2 separate regions of the Gossypium hirsutum genome follow, and region 2 is linked to region 1. The links are chromatin contacts, called in public Hi-C maps. All regions are on one chromosome and are shown on one strand. Each heading gives the region's core, a stretch centred on a gene start, on an enhancer-like site or on the middle of the called end of the contact. The rest is flanking DNA. Distances are from core to core; before and after follow the strand shown.

The links. Hi-C and Micro-C count contacts between places; a contact is called where the count stands out from the background.
Region 2: a contact with region 1 is called in a Hi-C map of leaf, with 4 times the contacts expected there. The contact joins the enhancer-like site here to the promoter of LOC107886365 in region 1. A contact is called at or near these places in 10 of 34 Hi-C or Micro-C datasets (callus, hypocotyl, leaf and 1 more).

What each region holds. Positions count from the first base shown.
Region 1 is chrA03:78,502,172-78,507,680 of Gossypium_hirsutum_v2.1, forward strand. LOC107886365 reads right to left here and starts at 1,467. Exons shown (of 14, transcript XM_016810291.2): 1 at 1,164-1,467; 2 at 232-305; 3 at 45-122. The coding sequence starts at 1,206.
Region 2 is chrA03:78,669,808-78,675,890 of Gossypium_hirsutum_v2.1, forward strand. No RefSeq gene overlaps it. Among protein-coding and RNA genes, the nearest start is that of LOC107886364, 42 kb to the left of the region's middle. Within about 2 kb of position 1,669, at least 1 of the 9 cell types and tissues checked has an H3K27ac peak or open chromatin away from gene starts, as enhancers often do. A contact at or near this core is called in leaf, where this site is marked.

The sequences.
Region 1 (5,509 bases), core at 217-2,716:
TATTATAGTTTACTCATAATGGGCATAGGAGATCAAGTATAAACCTGATCCATCAAATAGTCATTGCGTGGCTTGTTTCCTGATGGAGTAGAATCATCATGTTTAAGTTGCCGAAAAGCAAACTGCAGCAGGAGAAATTATTACCAAGTCAGCAAGAAAGGAACTGCAGCATCATCTCAATTTTATATATTAAAAGAAAATTGCATTTCACTTAAGAAATGGAAAAAGTACCTTGAAAGCACCACAAACAAAATCAGAAAGATTTCGCATGTGTCCTTCTTTCGCAAGAATTGAGCCAACAACACCTAGAAAGAAAATAACAGCCAAATTAGTTAGAAAAGTGGTTCTTTCTAATGGCTGAGGCATATCCAAGTTGGTAGGTACGTTTTTACTCAACAAACATAAAAATAATATGTTCACATATGAACATACTAGTTTGATCATAATTTTCAAAGCAAAGAGTTTGTCTAATCAATTGATCGATTTAGAATAAAAAACGATGCTTTTATTCTCTCTCAATGGTGAAGTAAAGACTAAGCCTATGAAATTACTATCCTAGACCATAAATGTCTATAGGGATCATCTTCCATTAGTAGAGAAGGCATCAAGATACTTCACAATAAGATAACAAAGTCATTTTTACAACATATAGATACCGTTTGATATTATAAACATTTACAGTTCCATTGAATATCACTCCAGCCTACTAGCCTGTAAAATCTACAGAGGCCCCCTCTGTTTGTAAAATCTTCCTTCAAGCTCATCATCTTAAGCTAACAAAAACAAGATTCCAGCTTCCCGTTCCAGTTTCAATCCCAGTCCCACAGCTAGGACCTTGGTCCCTAATGCATTATACGGTATCTAACAAAGCACTAAAACACAGGAGCCAGATAAAACCACCCCAATTCAATGAAATCAATTGCCAACTCAGCACCATAACCAGTAGCCATTCCCTAGAATCCAACAAACCGAACAACATAAATCCCACGAGCTAAACACAACTCGAAACAAAGGGTCCATCTAAAACCCTAAATTTAGTTCAACTAACCCAAAATATTAAACGGATTTAGCAACCGCAAAACGTAAGAAACCCTCAGAAATCCAAAAGATAACTGAATCATAAGTTCAAAAAGAAATTTGAGGGGAGCAACGATGGCACAGACCTGCACCGACGAGTATACTTAGCTTTCCAATAGGGAGAGCCATGGCCGGCTACGGTTGGAGCGTATGTTGATACAGTGTGAGTGTATATAGGGAGCAACGGAGACTGCTAAAGTACCATGAGAACAAAATATTCAAAGAAGGAAAGAAATCAAATTTTATTCTTTAGTTATAAATTATTCTTGGTTGCTGGGTTTTTCAACTGCTTCTGCCCTGCAATCGCTGGGGTTTAGTAAGGGGAAACTGGAGAAATCAAAGGCTTGGTTAATCGTTAAACAACGCAACAACCCTATTTGCTAAGTTTGTTGGTTAATTCTATAAATGGCCCTCCATTTTTTTGATAAATGACGTAAAGAGCCACCATGTCAAGCGAATATGCCACCATTGTCCTGTTTCACATATTTACGAATATGTCCTCTTGTGAATTTCCCACGTTCTTCTCTTTCTTTTTCTTTAGAGAGCCATTTTTTTTTTCTATAGAGATTGAGGGTGAGTTTGGATAAGCAGTGCGTTTAGCTGCGGTTAGTGTAAAAACAGTGGTAGCGGTGAGATTAAATACTGTAGTGATACTGTAGCGTGAGATAAAAAGTAAGCTAAACGCACCGCACCACAGTCAATCGCCCATCCAAACGAAGCCTGAATTTTCTTGGCTAATATATTTAAAAAACTGCTTAGACTACTAGACTTCGTTTAAAGAAGCCCTTACATTATAATAATATATAGTTAAATAAGCCCTAATCTATGATTTTTACCTTAAAAAGTCCTGTCAAAATATTTTAAAATTTGAGTTTCTATAGTAACTTTTTAATTAATGCTGTAGAAATTATTTGCATAACATTAATATAAAATTTAAAAGATTTATTAGAATTTTAAGTGTCTTATGCATATAAGTATTTTCAAAAAAAATATTATTTTATTTTTATTTAATAAACTATTCTAATCAAATTTACTTCAATATTAACTGCAAATTAATTTAAAATTTTAAAATAATTTTCCTTTTGTTGTAAATACATTAAATGAATGTCTATAACATTTAAACATTTATAAAAGTAATGAGTTAAACTCCTCATTCATTATTAAACATACTTAATGTACGTGTCAATAAAACAGTTAAATAAGCTTCATTTCTTTATGTTGCATTGAATGTCAATAGCTTATATATAAAACTTTTTTTGTAAATGAAAAGAAGATACAAGAAAATTCTCTATTTACTTTAAGTGTTCTTTTATTTGATTGTTTTATAATATGTTATCAGCACAAGTTTCTACAAGTTTATAGTGAAATTCACATCATTTCAACTTTATATAATTTACCCGTATAACTCCCGTTAAACTATTTACAGTATACGTATTTTCATAATTCTTTTATTTTATTTTCTAGATGAACTATTTGCTTTGGGTAACATTTGGACATTTATTTTTACAACTCAAATCTAATAATGAAAATAATATATACATGTTTTTATTTTACTAAAAGAAATTTCAATTAATGTAATTTGTGCTAAATTATTATTATGACTATTTCTCTTTACGCCAATATTTGACATACATATTATTATTTAGCAAATTTGGTATATATAATTGAATTATTTTACGATTTAGAATACTTATTATTTTACTAATATTTTTTATTTTGATTCAAGTGATTATCAAATCTTGCCAAACTTGAACTTGCGGCCTTAGACATCTCAAGCAAGAATTTTTGTCATGGTTGTTAGATGTTGAAATTCACCTAGATGCTAAAGGTCTAGAAAATACTATAGTAGTAGATAAAGAAGCATCTAATCAAGAAAAGACAAAAGCAATTATTTTCATTCATCATCATCTACATGAAGGATTAAAAGTGGAATATCTCATTGTGAAAGACCCTCTTGAGTTGTGGAAAAATTTGAAAGAACGATTTGACCGTCAAAAAACGGTAATACTCCCTAAAGCTCGTTATGATTGGATGCACTTACGGTTGCAAGATTTTAAGGCTGTAAGTGAATACAATTCAGAACTTTTAAAAATTAATTCTCAACTAAAATTATGTGGAGAAAACATAATTGATGAGGACTTGCTAGTAAAAACATTTTCAACCTTTCAAGCTACTAATGTGCTTCTACAGCAGCAATACCGTGAAAAAGGTTTTAAAAGGTATTCTGAATTGATTTCATGCCTTTTGATGGCTGAACAAAATAATGAGTTGTTGATAAAAAATCATGAAATTCGTCCTACTGGTTTTGTACCAATCCCTGAAGTGAATGTAGCAGTGCACAATAATTATAAAAATAGAAAATAGAGAGGTCGTGATCGTGGTCGTGGATGTAATAGGGGACGTGGTCGAGGACGTACTAGTAATCGTTATCATGGTGGTCATAACAATGATACTTCTAACCACCAAAAAAAGAATAACAATGAAAGACAATAAAGAAGTGGTCAAAATAATCCTTAGATTGTTGAGAATATATGCTACAGATGTGGTATGAAGGAGCATTGGTCATGTACCTATCATACGCATGAGCATTTAGTGAAACTTTATCAAGCATCCATTAAAAAGAAGGGAAAGCATATGGAGACAAATTTTACATCTCAAAATGATGGAATGAAGGTAAAAGATGAAGATATTCACTATAATATTAAAACTGACCATGCCTGCAAGGGTGATAAATTTAATGACCTTAATAATATAACTTATCTAGATGTGGCAAATTTCGTTGAGAATCATTAGAAATTTGATGTTATTTTGACATTTTTATATTGTTTTAAGTATGCTTTATTTTCTTGCATAAAGAATAATTTATATCCTTAATAAATATTTGTAATGTTTCTCATATTATATTTTGTTTTTTTTATAAAAAATATGAATGTTTAACAAAATTTCGATGGACCCAAAATTAATGGAGACATGTGTCTTGTAGATAGTGCTACAACACATACAATACTCAAAGATAAAAAATATTTTTCTCATTTCACAATAAGTAATGCCCATATTAATACAATATCGGGTAGTTCAAAACTTATTAAAGGCTCCGGAAGAGCTATTATATTATTACCCGAAGGTACAAAATTTATCATTGATGATGCTTTATATTCCACTAAGTCTCAAAGAAATTTATTAAGTTTTAAAGATATTCGTCTTAATGGATATCATATTAAGACTATAAATGAGAAAATTTTTGAATATCTATGTGGAAAGAAATATGTTTTGGAAAGCCTACATGCTTTTTTATCAAGTTTATATTATACACATATTAGTGCAATTGAGTCACATGTTACTACAAACCAGAAGTTTGTAGAACCACATACTTTTACTATTTGGCATGACCGATTAGGCCATCCCAGATCTATCATGATGCGAGGAATTATAGAGAATTCATTTGGACACCCATTAAAGAACCAAAAGATTCTTGAATTCAAGGATTTATCTTGTGTTGCTTGTTCTCAAGGAAAATTGATTATTAGACCATCACCAGCTAAAGTTGGGATTAAATCTCCCACATTTCTGGAACGTATTCAAGGTGATATATGTGAACCCATTCATCCATCATCTGGACCATTCAGATATTTTATGGTATTAATAGATACATTTAGTAGGTGGTCACATGTGTGTTTATTATCAAATCGCAACCTAGCATTTGTGAGACTACTTGCTCAAATAATTCAATTAAGAGCATAATTTCCAGATTATGCAATCAAAACTATTTGTCTTGTTAATGCTAGTGAGATTACATCCCAAAATTTTAATGATTATTATATGTCAATTGTGATAAAAGTTGAACATCCTGTAGCTCATGTTCACACACAAAACGGTTTAGCTAAATCATTTATCAAATGCCTCCAACTAATAGCTCGGCCATTGTTTATGAGATTAAAACTCTCTATTACAACTTGTGGGTATGCTATTTTGCATACAGCAGCACTTGTGCTGTTAAAGCCAATAAGTTATAATAAGTACTCCCCATTACAATTGGCTTTTGGTCAGGAGCCAAATATTTCCCATCTTAGAATTTTTTGATGTGTAGTATATGTTCCAATTGTTCCACCACAACGCATAAAGATGGGTCCTTAAAGGAGGTTAGGAATATATGTTGGTTATGAATCTCCTTCTATAATTAAATATGTTAAACCATTAACTAGAGATTTATTTACTGCATAATTTATTGATTGTCATTTTGATGAAACAACATTCCCAACATTAGGGAGAGTCAAAAAAACGTTGCACTCTTTTCCTTTAACCAAGGTTTTGTCCCACTGTGTTTTCCTGGTAAAGGTTTTTGAGGAGGCAACTTATAATAGGAGATTGTGTACTCTTTTTCCTTCATTAGGTTTTTATCCCACATGGTTTTTCCTAATAAAGGTTTTAATGA
Region 2 (6,083 bases), core at 419-2,918, 170 kb after region 1:
CAAATTGTTAATATCGTTAAATTTCTTTTATTAAATTCAGGTTCATTACCATATTTTTTTTGTTATATGGCTATTAAGTGAACATTTTATTATTTCAAAATATCAAACCAATGAGTTCAACATAAGAATTTCAATAATACTAACACTTTAATTTTAATTTTGAAATTTTAAAGATATTAAATTCTTAGAAATAAAAATGGGATTAAATTTTAAAAATACGAAAACAACATGAGCTTGGAACATTTTTTAACCTTAATGTTTTTAATGTTGACCAAATAGAAAAGTTGCATTTTTAGGCTCTTCAAAAAAAAATTCAAATTATAAATTTTTTAGATTTTGGACCCTTCCAAAGTTTTGGAATTTTATTTGGATTCTTGAAGACAAAATTTAGAAGGTTGGGCATAGCGAGAATGAAAGGTTGAAAACAAAGTTTCATACTTCTATCAATCTATCGTAACTGATGTTGTCATGTTTTTTGTCTTATGTATTTAGACGAGTTTAGTTTTTTGATGAAACTTTCAACTTTATTTTGGGGAAATGGTGTGTTTGAAGTCCAAACATTACATAATTACTTGGAAACTTTGCCTTATCATATTGCATTCTCAATCTTTGACCGACCAACAGCAACCTACCTGCATTTATATTTGCGTCAAACAATTTATTGCATTTAATTTTGGCTTACATTTATTATCCAGAATTTGTCCTTATTATCATGAAACCTAATTCACAAGTTCTCAACTCTATTCTATACCATCTTTAATTATGTTCTATTTTGTGAAAATAAAACTACTTAAACAATAATTGTTAATAAGAGCTTTATGAATTTAAGGAGTACAACAACAAAGTTTGATATTATATTCTTGGAATGTCTATTCTTTATTTTAACTTTATGTTTAAAAGTTTTGTTGGAAAGCTCAAGCTACTAAAAAAGTTACGCAGGGAAAAAAAGAATTCATTAATGAAAATGTATACATCACTCTAAATTGTGAATTAAAAAAAAAAATCACCATTTGACATTTCCATTATTCCTACCTAATGAATTGCAGAAAGGAGTCATAACTTTGAAAATAAATTAACAAGAAACTCAGCAATTTATGAGTGACCCTAGTAACTCGATGCAAAGGACTTGACATGCATCAATTATCATTGAAATCTTAACAATACAATTTAATGTTAATATTTCTTGTTTTTTATACAATAGACATAATTTGAATTCATATCAAATAAATGTCTAACAATAATTTTAATTATAATTCTATATCAGTTAAAATGATTTTAATGCCTATTAACTTTAGCATTAATAAAATAAATTTGTTATGGGATTTTTATACTAATCGCACTTGCTCTGCAATATAAATATATTTTTAATGGAATTAATTTGTACATTATGTTGTTATAAAAATTATTTTTTTGCGAGATTTACAATTATTTCTCCTAATAACATTATTTCCATAATTTAAAACCCGCATTTTTTCTCATACAATGTAACTTATCATTGTAAATATCGGTAGCATATTAAACACTGAGTCATGAGTTGGAAGTCAAACTGAAACTGAGTTGATATATACAATGCTGAGCACTTTCTTTGATATCATTAACTAGGTTGTCAATATATGTTTGTTTCAATTGAAAAAAAAATTCAGGGCCCATGAGTCGAGATCTAATGTCATGTTCCAAGCCCAACAAAGGTGTGTGGAAAGATGACTTCCACGGTTCATAAACCACACAGTTTTAGTGTGTGCGAGGCAATTTTTTAGTTAGTTTTTCTTTTATAAGATCTTATAGTTATCCTATAATATTTTAGTTTTTGTTATAAAATAAAATACAAAGAATAAAAAATAAAGAGAATCAAAGAGTAAAGAGAACATATTTTATTGATTGATGGGAATCATCTACAGTGCTTATCCAAAGTCTATATTTATAGATATAAGAAATATAAATGAAATAGAACTCCACTCCTAATTACTATTAGAATTTAAAGTACATCAAAATTTATCTACATCTTGATAGACATCCACTTAATAAATATTCATAACACTCCCCCTTGGATGTCTATTTGTTGATAATGTGTCTCGTTAAAACCTTACTAAGATAAAAACTATGTGGGAAAAAAATTTCTAGTGAAGGAAACAAAGTACACATATCTATAATACCCCTAATATGCTGCTTCATTAAAAACCTTACCAGGAAAACTCAATGGAACAAAACATTGGTTAAGGAAAAAAGAGTACAGCGCGTATTTACTCCCTCTCATGAAAATATCACATACTCCCCTCATGAAAATATCACATACTTTCTCATATTCTACGTATTCAATCTTGAATACTAGTTTTTCAAATGACTATTCGAATGTATTTGCTAAGCATTTCTATCACCATTCTTTTGAAAGTCATGAGTGAGAAAATTTTAGGGAAATATATTTTGATATTTTCAAGAGTTTCAACAATAATCATAACAAACTTTAATCATGATTCTTCTATAAAAATATAAATAGGTATTTTGGATCATTTTATAACCCTACTTCAACTACTATTCACCCAGTCAAATTTACCACATATATTAAAATTATTTCAACTACTATTCACTCAGTCAAATTTACCACATATGTTCAAATTATTTCAATTCATATAAATAAAAAATTTCTCAAGAATTTCAATATGCTTTTAGCATTCTAAATCCTTCAAGGATTTTAATATAAACTTTACTGTATAGTGATTCATAAAAGGTTGTAATAACAACCATTAGACGCAAGTTAAATATTTTATAAATTGTCGGTTTAATAATATATTTAAAGGTTATTGTATCCACCACAAAAGAATATTTTTTTCATAATCAATGCCAGGACTTAGCAAAAACTTCACATTTTATTCCGTTTTTGCAAAACTATTTCATTTGTACCCTCACTGGCTTTATACCTTTATACCTTTAGATATTTGGACTACTGGTCCAAAAACTCCACAAATTAATTGCACTTGAGTTGCATTTTTCTATTTTGACCAATCTATTCTATATTTATATTTCTCAATATATTTATTCAAGATCCTCATTTTATTTCATTATTTCAACAATAATATTGCACGCAAAAACATTATAGACCAATTTTATTATTGGTTCCACATTTTCTCGAATTGACATAACTTATCGAGATTTCTTTATTTTCACCATTTGAATCTTCAATTTAAAGTACCTGAATCTCTTCTAGACTTTTAGTTATTAGAGTCTTGGGTCTCTTCTAGAGTACCTGCCATTAAATAGCCATCTAGAATAATTTTCATCTTTGGAATAGGTCAATCTATTATTTATTCTAACTAATTATCCTACTGGGACTTTGATTCCAAATATTAGATGGTATATAACACTTGATTTTTCTCATTAAGTTTGTAAATACATCTGACAGTTAACTTGTAATAAAGTGAGTTATCCTTTTTGGACTTATGGTTCAAATTACTTTCTATAAGGATCTAGATAACAAGCAGTGATTTCATTCAACTATTATTTCTCTCCCCTTAATTTCGGGAAAGCTATCACATCAAAATAGTAATCACAAAACATGTCATAATTGAATCTCCAATACATTCAAAACATCTAATAATATAATGAAACTTGTAATTAATATATATTCCCAAATTTCTTTGATGATTCACTCATCTTTGTGCGTTGTGGTGGAGCAATTGGGACATATACATACATTCACAAATTCAAAGATGAGAAATATTTAGCTCTTGACTAAAAACCAATTGTAATGGGGAGTATTTATAACTTATTGGCTTGATGTGTACAACACGTAAATCAACATAATCTCATGTTGAAATAGGAAGTTTAGTTATCATAAGTAATGGTTTAGATACTAATCAAATACGTTCAATCAATAATTTCTCTAAACCATTATGGGCATAACTAACAAGCTTTTATGAAAGTTTTTCAAACTCAATCAATAAAAGACTGCGATATAAAATCATCAGTTTTAACAATATGAATTGTCTTAATTGCATAATCTAAAATTAATTATTTAAACAAGTAATCTTGCAAACGATAGGTTGCAAGTTGCTAACACATATTTGATTATTTTGTAAATGTATCTACCAAAATCATATTATATCAAAACCATCCACATGGTGGATGGATGCTCCCATATTCATTTCAAAAATTTAAAACATTATGTAACACCCCAAAAGTTATATTTTTTGTTTCTGTGAATTTATAACACAACTGTGTATCTGCTTCAGTGGTTAAGTATTCTGAGTGTGTGTATGAGGTCCCAAGTTCAAACATTATCTTAGGTAAATTTCGGTACTTTGCTGAATTAAGCCTGTTACTTGAGCAGTGGGCCTATATTTAAGTATTTGTAATTTCATATCAGAATGGGCCTGCTGGTCTAGTGGTTAAGATGTGTGTTGGTGTGTTAGGGGTTTAAAGTTCAAATCCCTCCGCGAGCAAGAGAGTTTTATTTTTGTCTAGCTCTGCGTTGGTGTTTCAGAGCAATTGGAATTCTGTGTAGTGGGCTAGTGGGGAGATAATTAAGGGATTTGGGAAGTTATCAGTTTTAATTCTAATCTTTTTCAAATTTCAGTTTTTGCAAAATTCTCTCTGCTGTGCTGCCAAATTTTTCATTGTTTTCTTCCTCTTTTCTTTTGTTTTCTTTCTTGCCTTCATCGTGTCCGTTGATTAAACTCGCTCGTTTCAAAAAGTTTTTGTGTTGCCACTTTCTCTCGTTTCGTAGTTGGTGCTCTGAAAAAAAATTGTTTTGGTTCTTTTAAATTGGGTGGAAATCAAGGAGCGATTACTGCTTCTGCAGATTTTTAAACGTTGGGTTTTTGGCTCACTTCGGTAAGTGACGAGTCCACTTTTCCAATGTTCTAAGGGTTTTGTTGAGAAACATTTTCGGTTTGGTTTTCGATTGTATCACTAAAATCGGCCTTGGTAATGTCTATTATAGGTTCTGAAGATTTGTAATTGCGCGTTGGAACGATATCGTAATAGGTGTGTATCCAAAAACACATAAAACGAGAATTGGCAGAAGTCGAAAAACAAAAATGTCAATGCTACACGGGCGTGTGGTCACCCATGTAGTAGGCCGTGTGACAATACACGGGAGTGTGATTGACGAGTCAGGTCATGCGCGCGAGACACGAGCACATGACACAGCTGTGTGATGGCTGGTGAGGTCATGTGTGAGACACGGGCTCAGCAAATTGGGCCGTGTGGGCCACATGGGTGTGTCGGCCTATATGGGTGAACCACACGGACGTGTGAAATTCTGGGCCAGGCCGTGTGATCCACACGACTAAGGTCAATTTGGGCCGTGTGGGCTATATGAGCGTGTGGGTCCACACAGGCAGGACACATAGGCGTGTGAGACCAATTTTTTGAAATACCTTGAAAGGTTCATCGGTTCGCCTAAGAAAATTGGGACCTACTATAGGGTCGGTAAGAGTTACTCGACCCCTAATTACATGATTTGGCTATGTGATATATGTTACTCTTAGCATCTAGACCGATTTGTATGTATGATCTGTTAATTGCATATTTGCACGTCATATATTGTATGTTGTATTGCATCGTGGTTGGGTTATTGTATATGGAGGAAGTATTCTGAAAGGCTCCTAAGCCTGATATTTGGCAGCACAGTTGCAATTATCTGATTATGTGCAGCATTTCAGTACAACATGGTGTAGGAATGGGTAGGTCGATTTCATCCCCACATGGTGTGTAGGGTTGGACAGAGTTGGTGTGTAGAGGCTGGTGGGTAGGACTTTATAATTCTGCACTGTTATGCATGATATATCTGAGATGAGCTAAGGCCCGTTCGTATCTGATTCTGTATTTGAGTGGACTAAGGTTCACACCAGTTCTGTAAAGGATTTAGACCCGGGTTATTTGATATTTTCTGAGGGGATTACAAACTGAGTTTGCGAAAACTCACCCTTTTTCTGTTTAATCTGTGTAGATAATCCCCAGACTTGATGGTTCGGTGCAGCGGAGGACTTGAAGATGGACACACATATTTAGACTATTTTAAATTCAGCTCCGGTATTCATTTCTTTTTATTTTATTCTGGGTTGGTTGATGTAATTTAAGACTTT